Regions from separate parts of the Podarcis muralis genome. Here region 2 is linked to region 1. Evidence: chromatin contacts called from public Hi-C data. All regions are on one chromosome and are shown on one strand. The core of a region is the stretch at or near the end of the contact, and the rest is flanking DNA. Distances in the headings are between cores, read along the strand shown. Region 1 holds the start of IFT70B (intraflagellar transport 70B). Region 2 holds the start of HNRNPA3 (heterogeneous nuclear ribonucleoprotein A3).

Region 1 (6,097 bases), core at 1,669-4,168:
CAGCAACTAGGGCCCAGCCTGCAGAGGCCACAACAGTTTCCCAGCACAGCAAACTATAGCATGAAACCCCCAGGTTCCATCTTCTCCACCACATATCCAGTTACCTAGGGCCCCTTCCACACAGACTGCTTGTTCCAAGAATTGGTCCCCCTTGTAAAGTTTCTAGATAATGGAGGATCTTGTGTTGCTGCATTCTAGCTTCCTGTACTGGGATTCATAAGGTCTCATGACAACAAATGGTGAGGAAGAAACATAATATGTATACTAAATTTTTACCTTCGTCATTTATTTCCCTGAAGAAAACTGGCCGCCAAACTATTTGGTCTGTTGGATAAAATATGCGAACTTAGGTCCTACCAACTCATCCCTTGTTCATTCCAAAGTAATAAGACAACATTTGGATAGCACAACTTTCTACTTTATTTTGCAAAACTCATTCAATTTACTTTTGTTACATTCTTAAAATATATATCTGTAATACAACGTCTTAAAAGGAAAAATAGTAATTAAAAAATGAACAAGTGGAGCCCAATATTTCAGGGTTCTTTAAGACTCTAGTTCAAACTAGTGTCAAGCTAGTTCAATATTTCCTGCCGAGTTTGATAGGTATAAATATGCTACAATATTGAAGAAACAGCCTCTGAGGATCGTACCAGTTTTGTATTAATTTGATATAAAAAGCCCATTTCTATTTCAAACACTACAACAGACTAAATCGTAAAAACAAGAAAATGAAATATATGTATGTAGTATTTTGAATGGCCCCAGCACCTCATTGATTTTCTGCTCCCTGGCCATTTTGTATAGGAATGTCAGAGCAGTTACTTATTCCACCCGGTAACTTCATACATCAGTGCCCTCAGCTGCCTAGCTTCATAGGTAACAGTGTTCTTCCCTGTGTGCATTTTCTCTTCCTCAAGAGGTTGTTCAATAACAGCTGGGATATTTCGGCCATACACTTCACAGTGCTCGAGGAACTGGACACATTCTTGAATGACACTGTCACGTACCATGATCACATGCTTGCACATATTTTCCAACAATGACAGGAAACACCTTTTGGCATAATACCAAGTGTCTGTACCCAGCTTTTTATTGTAAGGCTCCAAACTCTTAATTACCCTTGAGATGCCAAAGTCAAAGTTCCCTTTGGCACAGTAAAGTGTCCCAATGACTAGGTTGACAATGCAGAGGTGATAGATCTTTTTATCGGGCTCATGGTAAGAGAGCTGCTCTTCTTCCTTTTCAATCTTCCTCATCAGCTCCTCTGCCTCTTCATTTTGACTAGTCATGATGTAGGAAACACACAGGTTAGCCAGCACAATGGCACTGACCTGAAGGATGTTATCATAGTGCTTCTTTACAATAGGCTCATAGAAACCAATGGCCTCTTTGTATTTGTTTTCTTGCATGAACAATACATGAGCCACATTAAGTTTCCACACTTCATGATCTTTGCAGAAGTCCACTGACTTGTGGAACATCTTCTCCAGCATGGGATAGTTTTCCATGTCCCAATAAATCTTGGCTTGAGCCATAAAGACAGGGACATACCTCTCCAGTGTCTCGTCATATTCATTAACTGCTTTCCTTAGAGCTTCATCATCACGATTTTTCCTCGATTCCTGCACCTCCTTGGTCAGCTTTCTCAGCTGCTCGGTCAGGGCCCCCGCCAACTCATCAAGCTTATGGAACGCCTCCTCAGGGGCAGTTTGGCAAGTGATCATGGCATCCAAGAAGTTGTACAGATAGGGTGTGAGAAGCTTATAGGTCAGGTGAGCGTTCTCGGCCAGCACATCCGCAGCCAGGTCATAGTACTGATACTTGCAGTAGAGAAGGAGCAGGTTCCCAAAAGTCTCGGGCGGGCAGGGGTTCTGCTGCAGAAGGAACTGCAGCTTCTCGAAGCCTTCAGTGGGTCGCCGGTCCATGTTCATCAGGGCTTGGTTGTGCAAGGTGACCGGGTCCAGCTCCTCCTCGGCCCGGGGCGGCATGTCCGTGAGCGCCTCTTGCGCCGCCTGCAAGTTGCACAGTTGGTACTCGATGGCCGCCTTGAGGTTGAAGGCCTCGACCAGGGCCGTGCGGTGCAGGAGCAGCGTGTTGCCCACGCTGCGGACGTCCAGGCCCTCGGTGTTGGTCCCCACGCTCAGCTCCGGGTGCTGCTGCATGCCGCGCTCGATGATATCTGCAATGTGCTTCAGGGCCGGGGCGTACTGCTTGGCGGCGTAGCAGCACAGCGCCATGTTGTAGGAGAGCTCGGGGCAGTAGCCCAGCACCTGCATGGCGGAGGCGAACTTGCTGCAAGCCTCCTCGTGCTGCCCTTCCCGGTACAGCAGGCAGCCCATGTTCACCTCGGCGTCGGGCAGCTCCGAGGGGTCTTCGGCGGCCGCGGGGCTGCCTTCCGTGGCGGCTGCCAGCTGCAGCTCCACCAGGGCCTTGGCGCTGGACAGGTCGCCCTGGGCATAGTGCGTGGCCGCCTGGAGGCGCAAGGCCCGGCTCTGGAAGGCCGGCACGTCGAGCAGAGGGAGAGTGGCGCGCAGGGACTCGGCGTAGAGGCCGGCCTTGTAGAGCGCCTGCGCGTGGTACAGCCGGTACTCGTGCAGCTCCGGGTGCAGCGCCCCGAGCTGCTCGTAGCACTCGGCCGCCGCCGCGAAGTCCTGCAGCTGGTAGTAGCAGTAGCCCAGCAGGGAAAGCCCTGCCCGGGAGCGGCAGCTCCTCTGAAGCTCGCTGCTGAGGATCCCCACCGCCTCCGAGAAGCGCCCGGCTCGGATCAGGCCGTAAATCGCCGCCGTGAACTCCCCGTCCGCTATGGGAGCCACCACCGAGGCCATCCCTCTCGAACAGGCCGCACGCAGGGAAGCGTTACCTAGGCAACGCGCCGCTGCCGGAAGCGGAAGCGCGTCGGCCAACGGGCGTCGGTTTCTGTGGCAACGGCTCTCGAGGAGTCAGTACCTCCAGGAAGAAGCGGCCTTCCCTTGCGCCCTCGGGTATTCACATTTTTGTTCTCAATTGTTCTTAATTTCCCGCCTCAGCGACGTCAGGCGATATGTTTTGAAACAAACAAACAAAATTTGCTAAAAAGGGGGGAGGGCGTGACGTAAATTGCGAGGAGCGTGGACTTCATCTCCCAGAATCGTAAGTGACGAGCATTCTGGGATATGTAGTTCCTTTCCGGAGAGGCGTTGGGAAAGAGGGGGCGCTTTTCTGGGTCACGTGACGTTGGAATAGCGGGACTCGCCTGCCCGCCCTGCTGTTTTGCATGTTGGCTCTGTGGCGGGCGGGCTTGAGCATTGCAGCTGTGGGGCTTTTTGAGTTTGATGCAAAGGAGAACAGGGCTCGGTGGGAAGGCTTAGCTTTAAGGGTCGGGCAGTTCCTTCGTTTGCCTGTTGGATTGTCTGCGTGCTTGTACAGTAGTTATTTACGCCATGACTGCCCGTCCTTTGAGCGCTAAAAGGGGCAGCTGGAAATAAAACTGGCGTATAATTGGGTGGGTCGGCTGAGAGACTGTGGCTTATGAGAAACCTCTAATGTAAGCTGCTCTTAATATCCCGCAGAATGGCTGGGCGGGAATGCTGGGGCTCCGTGAGAGGCTTACAAGCACCCTGCAGTGTAAAGGTAAAGGGACCCCTGACCATTAGGTCCAGTCGTGACCAACCCTGCAGTGTAGTCCAGTGTTAATTGCCATCCATGTCGCATGTTGAGATGGGTGTCACAACCACCCCCCATATGTTAAAGGTAAAGGGACCCCTGACCATTAGGTCCGGTCGTGGCCGACCAGGGTTGCGGCACTCATCTCGCTTTATTGGCCAAGGGAGCCAGCGTACAGCTTCTGGGTCATGTGGCCAGCATGACTAAGCCACTTCTAGCGAACCAGAGCAGCGCACGGAAACGCCGTTTACCTTCCCACCAGAGCGGTACTTATTTATCTACTTGCACTTTGACATGCTTTCGAACTGCTAGGTTGGCAGGAGCAGGGACCGAACAATGGGAGCTCACCCCATCACGGGGATTTGAGCCGCAGACCTTCTGATCAGCAAGTCCTAGGCTCTGTGGTTTAACCCACAGCGCCACCCATGTCCTTTACCCCCCATGTTAGCAACGCCCCATTTCAGATGGGGACCAGAGCTGGCAGATAGCTGCTCATTAACAGCTCTCCAGTGAAGCTTTTAGAAACGGTCACCTACTTTATTTTCGCTGGTGAAATGAGCTTCATCCATCCTTTTATATTACAAACCAACGTTCTACTGTTTTAAACTCCTAATTTGCTCACAAACACCCATTGCCTGCGCATCTGGTCACTTTTGCTGGCTTCTAGCAAAAGATACCCCATACCTCCAGATGACAGAGAGAAATCTCATCAAATTACCACCATCTCTTTCATTCCCCAACTATTAAACTGAATCCAGGTGTCTTGTGTTCACTTCCTTCTGTGCAAATGCATCCTGCTTTTTACTACCTCAAGAGATATTGAAGATCTGAAATCAATGTTTAAACCAGTGTGTGTGTTACTTACTGTAGTTCTACAGTTCTATATGAGTGACAGAAGTTGTGCCTATTCACATTCCCTCTAACACAACAGCTAAAAGTACAGGGGCTTGTTCTTCCTTTGTAACTGATCACCCATTGAGATAGTAGTGTGAGGTAAAAGGGGCAGGGAGAGAAGAGATCGGGAGGGAACTAAAGCATGAGTAGAATAATAAATTGTAGAGTTGGAAGGGGCCTCGAGGGTCGTCTAGTCCAACCCCCTGCAATGCAGGAATGTAAAATTTTGAAAGGGCTGATAAGCAAAGGATCTTCCCTTAGAGTCCACTAATCTTTTACCTTTTCAAAATGTTTATCCAAACAAGTTTTACTATCTGGTTATTGTACCAATATGCCACTACTTTGTTTAGCAATAATATGCTCCTTATCCCCTGGAGGACTACCATGGCTTAGTTTCTTAGTCTTTTAGGCACACACACAGTTATAAGAAGTCCATGCAACAATAAACAGCCTTTTGGGGAACCTACCGGTAATACTTCCATATCATCCTTGTTTTGCTTCATGGAACATTATGCTTCTCAGCCCAATAGCTGAAGTCAATAAAATATTAATACGTGTTCCTTGAGCATCACATCACATTTACTATACTGTTCATATGTGTTATGCTGTCTGGATATAGTTTTACACTTCAGATTTGAATCTCAAGCCCCTTTCAAACCTTTGCTTTGAAACCTTTATTACTATTTCTTTTTTTAAAAAGCCACTCTTTAGTTGTTTTTAAGGTTAAAGGTTTGGAAATTGACACCATGCAATTAAGCATTATTTTTGGTACAAAACACACATAAAGAGGTGCATTCATGTGTGCACTTAGGTATGTATGTGACTTTTACATAAATATGTAGAGGACTGCACCTTATCCCATGAGGAAAACCACATAGCTGTGATCACAAATGGCAACACTTACTTTTGTTTTAACATTTTAGACATTAGAGTCAGCATTGCGAGTTGTTTCCATGCAGTACTCTTCCTGATCTGCAGGCTGAAGAAAGCATTCTGCATAGACAGATGGTCATTTTCAAATGAAATGAAAACACAAATCACAAACCAGAGTTGGCATGGCCATTTCCTCTAATTTTCACTGTCCAACTTCATTCACTTTTGATAGGCCCTTAGGGAACAGAAGCTGGTAGGCAGCACTTTTAGTAGTGTCTTTTAATTAATGCTGTAATTTGGTTAAGCAATAAACGTAATGCAGTGTTATAAAAAGCCACAGAATTAACCCTTCATGGGATTTTACTCAAGTTGCTCAAGAGCGTTTGTGAACAGCCTAGGAAAAAATGTAAGGCTAACGGAAATCAATCCTGATAAAAATTTAGGCTTCTGGCTTCTAAAGGTGGTGGGAAAAAATGCACATCTTGTAAAATCTGTAATTTGTGCAGTTCCCTATCATTGTACTCAAGAATTCGTTTAAAAAATTGCCCTTCTCTACAGTAATGTGGTGGAGGGGTACAACTTGTAGCGAAAAAGTGTGTACTTTTAATTCCCTGTGCTTGTTGATTTTCAGGAGTAAGTGGTGGGTGGGAGAAGGATGAGCCATCTCCTGTCTGATGCTTCTCTT
Region 2 (6,463 bases), core at 182-2,681, 190 kb before region 1:
CTCTCAGGGTCGCCAGGCCGAGAGTCAGGGGCCTGAGAGTTGAGTCTGGGGAAGAGCCCGCCTGTCAGTTGGGCTCTCCTGCTGCGGGCGGCTGATGCTAAGGCGGCTGGCCAGCTCCACCCTCCTGCATGCCTGGGACTGGGCAACCAGGATGGGGGCGCACCAGGCAGATCTTTGCACCCCGGCACTGCATATGCTTAAGACAGCCCTGGGTGTCACAAGACCTTTGGGACAAGCATGCTTATTTAGCTATGGGATTTGAAGTATTTGTGTTCCTACCTCTCCACTCTAACAACCCTTAGGAGAATTAGATCAAAGCTACAAAGTATTAAGCATGGAGATGGGGGGGAAATTATCTATTTCGAGAGAATATGAATTGGATGATACATTTTAACGCCATGTAATTTTGTACATGGGCATAGCCAGGGTTTTTGTTTGCGGGGGGCAGGCTATTGTTAAGGGGAGACAGAACCTCAGATTTGTATTGATTTAGGGGAGGCAGCTGCACCCCCACAGCTACGCCCATGATTTTGTACACCTCGAAATTGTGTTTTTTGGTATAAAGTTTACAGGTTTCTAGTCCAGACAGCATTGCAGAGGAACCTGCCAGGCCCAGCGACTCAGGAGGGCCCCGGCCAGCTGAAGCACCCCAAGGAGATGGTAGCATCTCTTGGGTGGTGGGAGACCCTCCTCCGCGCTGCAACCGCCTGCCTTCTCCTCAAGACAACTCCGGGGCAAAAGCGGCGCAACAAAGCAGATGCGGCTACTCGTGTGCCCACGAAAAACAGGCAAGTTAGCGGCTGCAAAACACTTAAAGTAAACAGCTGCCGCTGATTCGAATAGTTACTCTGGGAAGCGCCATGGCTGGGTCTCCAACGCAGCCCAGAGCAGCGCGGGGGGGAATTGGAGGCGGCGGCCTCTTGCTCAGCTGCGCTTATTATATTATTATAGTGTTCTCGAAGCTACTAACATGAGTTTGACCAAACTGCGGGAGGCAGTGGAAGACAGGAGTGCCTGGCGTGCTCTGGCCCATGGGGTCACGACGAGTCGGACACGACTAAACAACTACAACCATTATATTATGCTGTTATTTGTGGGGAGCCGTCAGGGCCGCACGAAGCGGCAGCTCCAACTCGGTTGAGCAACCTTCCTCCTCTCTTTTAGATTGTATTAATAAAGGTGTGTGGGTTTTTTGTGTGTTACAAAAGCGCATCCATCGCCTCTATTTTCAGACCTTTCTACAGATCAATTATATATTCGAAGTGGGTGGCCTTAATGCAGCGTCCCCGTCGCCGCTTCAGACGTCGTTGAACTACAACTCCCATCATCCCTGGCCGCTGGCCCAAATCTGGCGGGAATGGGCGAGTTCAACAACAACTGGCGCCCCCACCGTGAGGCTCCTGCGTCCCTGAGGTAAAGAGGCAAGAGAGGCTATGCGGGTGCGCGCGCGCACACCCCTGCCTGCCTACGCGCGCTTTCCATCGCAGCCACGTCAGCTGTCATTCCCCCTCCCCCACACACGTCAGCCCTCCGTTTTTCACTGGCCGTCGCCGCGCGCGCGATCCCGTCCCGCGTGCCAGCGCGCTCTTTGTCTTGGCCGCGGCGGCGCCGTTGGGGAGGACTGGGCTGAGGCAAAGGGAAGGTGGGTGGTGGTGATGATAGGGCTGGTGAGGGACCTTCCCTCCCACCCACAACCCGGAATCGGCCTTCACTCGTGGTCAGGCACGAGCACGAAACACGGCTTTCGCCCCCCCCCACCCGCGTCTCGAGCGCCCTCATTAAACGCTCCGCGCTCGTGCACGCGCGCCCGCCTCCCCTCCTACTCCCGCTAAACGCCCGTTTATTTGCTGTTCTCCCTCCCTCCCCCGCGAGCCCGCCTTCCTCTCACGTGCCCCGCTTTTCCTCTGACCCGCCCCGCCCACCCTCTTCCTCTCGGCTCCATATTGAGGCTGAAGGAGGCTAAATCCAGTCACAAAATGGAGGTAACGTTTGTCGGCGCCGCCGCCGCGCGGGAAGGCAGGCAGGCAGGGAGAGGGTCCTGCAACGGCGGTTGCGGAGCGGGCGTGAGAGTGGGTGGGGTGGGGGTTGCAGAGGGAGCGGGCGCGTGGCGCGGCGCATGAGGGGCTCGCGGGAGGGAGAGTGATTGGCTGGCTCGGCTCCTGGCCTTCTCCCCATCCACCCCACCCCCCTTCCAACCACCTCGGTTCTTGCTTTATCCAGCTGCAAACAGCTAATTATCCGAAATGGCGCGAGAGGGCGGCGGCGGCGGCAGTTGGGCGGGAGAGGCTTCTGTTGGGCGCCATTGTAACCCTGTGGAGAAAGAGGCTCGAGTTTGAGCGAGAGTAGTCGCAGGAGGCCCTTTCCTAAGTTGAACCCAAACCAAAATCCTTCCTTCAACTCTGTCTTAGGCTTGAATATATATATATATGCAAATTACAACCCGTGACTTGATCCAAGTGCCTATCACTCGATGGTCTCGCCGGTTCTCATTCGACTTCCCGAGCCACTTGTGCAGCTTTCGCCTTTTTAAAGTTTAAAAGGATAACCTTTCGAGTAAAATCCCACTGACTTGAGCGCGACGACGAAACACATCCTGAGAACCTGGCTGAGGACAACCCCCCCCCCAAAAAAAAAATGTATTAGAATTTGCTATAGCTTTTAGCTACATAACCTGTGTGGTTTTTTTTTTAATGAAAATAAAATAGTTAACAAAAAAAAGCACCCAGTTCCTCCTCCACAGCAGCAGAACAGCTAAGACTAACTGCCTCCCATAAATCAATTATTCGGGTGCTTTCAGTTCTAATAATATTATGGGATATCTTGCACTTGTCCACGTGGCCCAATGGTGCTTGATATGAAAACACGTTCTCTCTCCCCCCCCCCCCAATAGTTCTGAATAACTGGTGGTTTGAGTTGATTTTGAATTGTAGCTGTTCCTAATTCTGTCTGTCTTGCTGAGTATTTTGGTGGCTGTCACTAAAGCCAGTGACTGGAGTTTTCTGGTTCATGCAAACAACCAGGCCTTCAAATGCCTCTTTAATAACATTATCTAGCTAATTATCTTTCTCTGGCAGCATGGTCAAAAGCCTGGCAGCTGAATTCTGAAAGAAAGTAATGGATTCAACACCCCATTGAGTGATTACAGTTTTGTAGATGAGTCCCCTTTATAAATTCATTCTATCCTATGCTTTTGATAGAATTACTTGCGAGAAAGCTCCATAAGGTTCCAATTTAATTTTTATTATATCCATTCTGTAGCCAAAAAATCAACATAAGGATGTGAATAAAATATCTTTTTAAGATTGGATCTGAGAAGACTTTCCAGACCTTGAAATCTTAAATTAGATTTAATTAAAACTGAACCTGATTGTGTAGCTTCAATGAAAGTCCTCCTCAAACCAATGCTGAACTAAAGTATAACAAGTATTTTTGTATGATGACATGCCAAATAATATTTTGCAAGTCTGGAGACAACTATCCATGATTAAAACCTGTGCACATGTAGACTTGAAATGTCAAACACATGTTGCTTCAAAAAAACTATAACAATGTTGTGCTCTACATTGCATTCTGGTTTTTGTTTTTTAAAATTTCTAGCTGACATACAGATTTTATCTGTTATTCTATTAAGCTTCAGAAACACTTGATCAGGCATCCCCAACCTTTGGTCCTCCAGATATTTTGGACTACAATTCCCATCATCCCTGACCACTGGTCCTGTTAGCTAGGAATCATGGGAGTTGTAGGCCAAAACATCTGGAGGGCCGCAGGTTGGGGATGCGTGCACTTGATGGTATAACACTTGCTGTTTTGTACATGAAAATTATAAATAACCTTCTGAAACATCTAAGTATTATTTATGTGACTTAGCAGTCTTGCCTAATCCTGTTTACCCGTAGCAGGAAAAGGGCTTTGTATTGTACCTGTAACAAGAACTATATGCTGTTCATGATACTAATGTTCTCCTTGGCCTTCTTGCTGAAATGAGCTATGCAGGGTGTATTGGGGCTTGCTTTTTTGCACTGTTTCAGGGTTTGCATTCTCTCTATAGCTTTGCTTATCTAAGCTGAGTGTTAGGGACCTGGGTCATAGAATTGTAGAGTTGGAACGGACCCCAAGTGTGAGGTGTTGAACCCCTTCAGTAGAAGCTACTGTCTGTCTTGAGTTATAAAAGGATTCAGAGAAGGCCTCTTGAATTTCTTGCTTTAATTGGCCATTTCTTTCTTCCGTTATTTATATGTAACTGGTTTGGCAACAGCTATCCCCTGCAAAAAAGCAAAATTTAGAAGGATAAATGTCCCTGCTCAGCATAACAGGTGGGGGCTGATATTTTTGATCAAAACTACACCCCCTCTGCATACAAATAAATGGAGGACATAATTGCTAGATTTGACCTAACACAGCCCCGCAACTTGCAATAGTAGCATAATTGCAATGAACTACATTGCAGGCTTGTTGTAAGCCACTTCTGTCCAACTTGGGCTGTATCCACCACCCTGTTTTGCAACACCACCAGACCACACTGCAGGGTTGTTGAAAACAATGCAGCCTGCAATTATGAGGAGTGAAACACTGGAGGGCTGTCCTAAATCACACTCCCAGCCAGCCCCTCTCCAACCTGAATTATGGGGAGAATTGCATTGGCAGGGCTAATTATTTAAATGTAGTGTTTCACAGGAAATAGGACATGAGGCTAGAAAGATAAGCAGTGCCTCTGTTTGCTGGCACTCTGTAAGGCAATGCACATGCTAGTGCCCGAAACTGGGGGCTTCTCTGTTGAGTTGTTATGGGCACCTTTATCCTGCCGAGGGATTTTTAAATTATTGCTTCTCTGTGAGAAGCAGGAAATGGCGCATCTAGGCAACAACATGGCCATCGCTGTGAGATAGATATCTGAATCTATATCAAGGATCAGAACTGTGGGTTCAGTGATACCCCAGCTGTAAGCAGGGCAACAAGGACGTCAATCCCTCCCACCCCTTTCTTTAAGCCGCTGGCCTAGTAAAAAAGGCCGCCTCTGCTTCAAGGACCCGGATGTCTCGCAGGAACGAGAGGCGCCAGGTTTGAAGGCAAAGTAGCTGTGACGTAAGCCTTGTATGGAGAGGCAGGTTTGGTGGACTCAGACAGCACAATGAGGGGGAGAGGCGGAAGAGCCGAGGCACTGGCATAGGGGTGAGAGAAAGGGCGCTGGCTGGCTGTTAAAGGGAGACTGGGCTCTTGATTCCTTCCCGCTCCTCCACCAGGCCTTCAGTCAGTGGACTATAGGGGTTGAAGCACAGAGACCTGCCTTTAAACTAATCTCAGGTACTCTAAAGCATGTTTAAACACATCTGAACAGTGTCTGATTGGCTTGCTATTGAAATGGCTTCCACAATAAAGAAAGATACTGTCAGGTTTTTAAATAGTAATATATTTCCAGTGATACTGTCAGGTTATATGCCTGGCTGACCTATTCAGGCATTTGTTCCCCTTTTTTGCTAGCTACTGCTTTGCAATTCAGGGTGCAAACAGATGAGTTCCATATTTCAGGATAAATGGCTTGAGATTAAAGACATTGTTTCATTCTCTCATACAGTACCATCCCTTTAAAGTGGCTCCCATATGCTTGCTTCACTAAAATAAGCCATTTATTTGTATGAGAGTAAGAAAGTAAAAACTTTTAGGAACGGGTAAATTACTCGTGCTACTTGTTATCTAGGTTAAAAGGAGCAACTGAGTCAGAACGCTCTCCAAAAATGGCGTGTAAAGATGAGAGAGAGGCTGAAGATTACAAGAGGAGGGGAAGAAGATCTTCACAGGTGGAATACTTTATTTTTTCCTAGTTCTGTTACATGGGTAAACAGAGAATTCTTGCTTTCTGCTGCTTTGGTAACACTGTGTTTGCTCAGACGCTACATTGCATTCTTCTCTTCTGCTTGGCTCTTACGCATGTATTATGCTTTTCATTCGCCACACTAGTTGGTGATTTCTATAATAGCTTCCAACTTAATACTTATGCATATTGAGAGTGTTACTATGAAGTCTTGAACTGGCAAACCAGCAGTGCTGTGTCTATAATGGTATAAAAGTGATCAAATTCTATGAACAGGCATTTTACTAAGCTTTTAATGGTTCTCCAGAAATACAATATACAGAAATGAGCAAGGACTGAGTATTGCCTGTTGATTAGGATTTAGAAATTTCGGACTGCATCCATTGTTGGATACGCCTTCATAAAAAGATACTCAGTATAGAAAACTAGTGTGTTGGGGGTAAGGTGTTCAATAGTCTTCAAAGCAGAGGAGCATTACGTCATAGAAGGTCATGTCTGCAATCTTAAGAGTGTCAGACCAAACATAGGTTTACCATATGACTGAGAACAAGGCCAGATGCTGCCAGGAGTGGGGATGATCAATTTCTGAACCAGTTGTAGTGGGCAATATTTTAGAGCTCTTTAGCAATAAAGCTGTTTTTGAGAATCCAT

What was found. Hi-C and Micro-C count contacts between places; a contact is called where the count stands out from the background.
Region 2: a contact with region 1 is called in a Hi-C map of tail, with 2.7 times the contacts expected there. The contact joins the promoter of HNRNPA3 here to the promoter of IFT70B in region 1. A contact is called at or near these places in 2 of 3 Hi-C or Micro-C datasets (blood and tail).

The regions. Positions count from the first base shown.
Region 1 is chr1:113,864,894-113,870,990 of rPodMur119.hap1.1, reverse strand. IFT70B (intraflagellar transport 70B) reads right to left here and starts at 2,918. Exons shown (of 1, transcript XM_028748635.2): 1 at 397-2,918. The coding sequence starts at 2,828. The coding sequence ends at 822.
Region 2 is chr1:114,050,054-114,056,516 of rPodMur119.hap1.1, reverse strand. It overlaps HNRNPA3 (heterogeneous nuclear ribonucleoprotein A3), which reads left to right and starts at 1,431. Exons shown (of 15, transcript XR_013390308.1): 1 at 1,431-1,642; 2 at 5,699-5,798.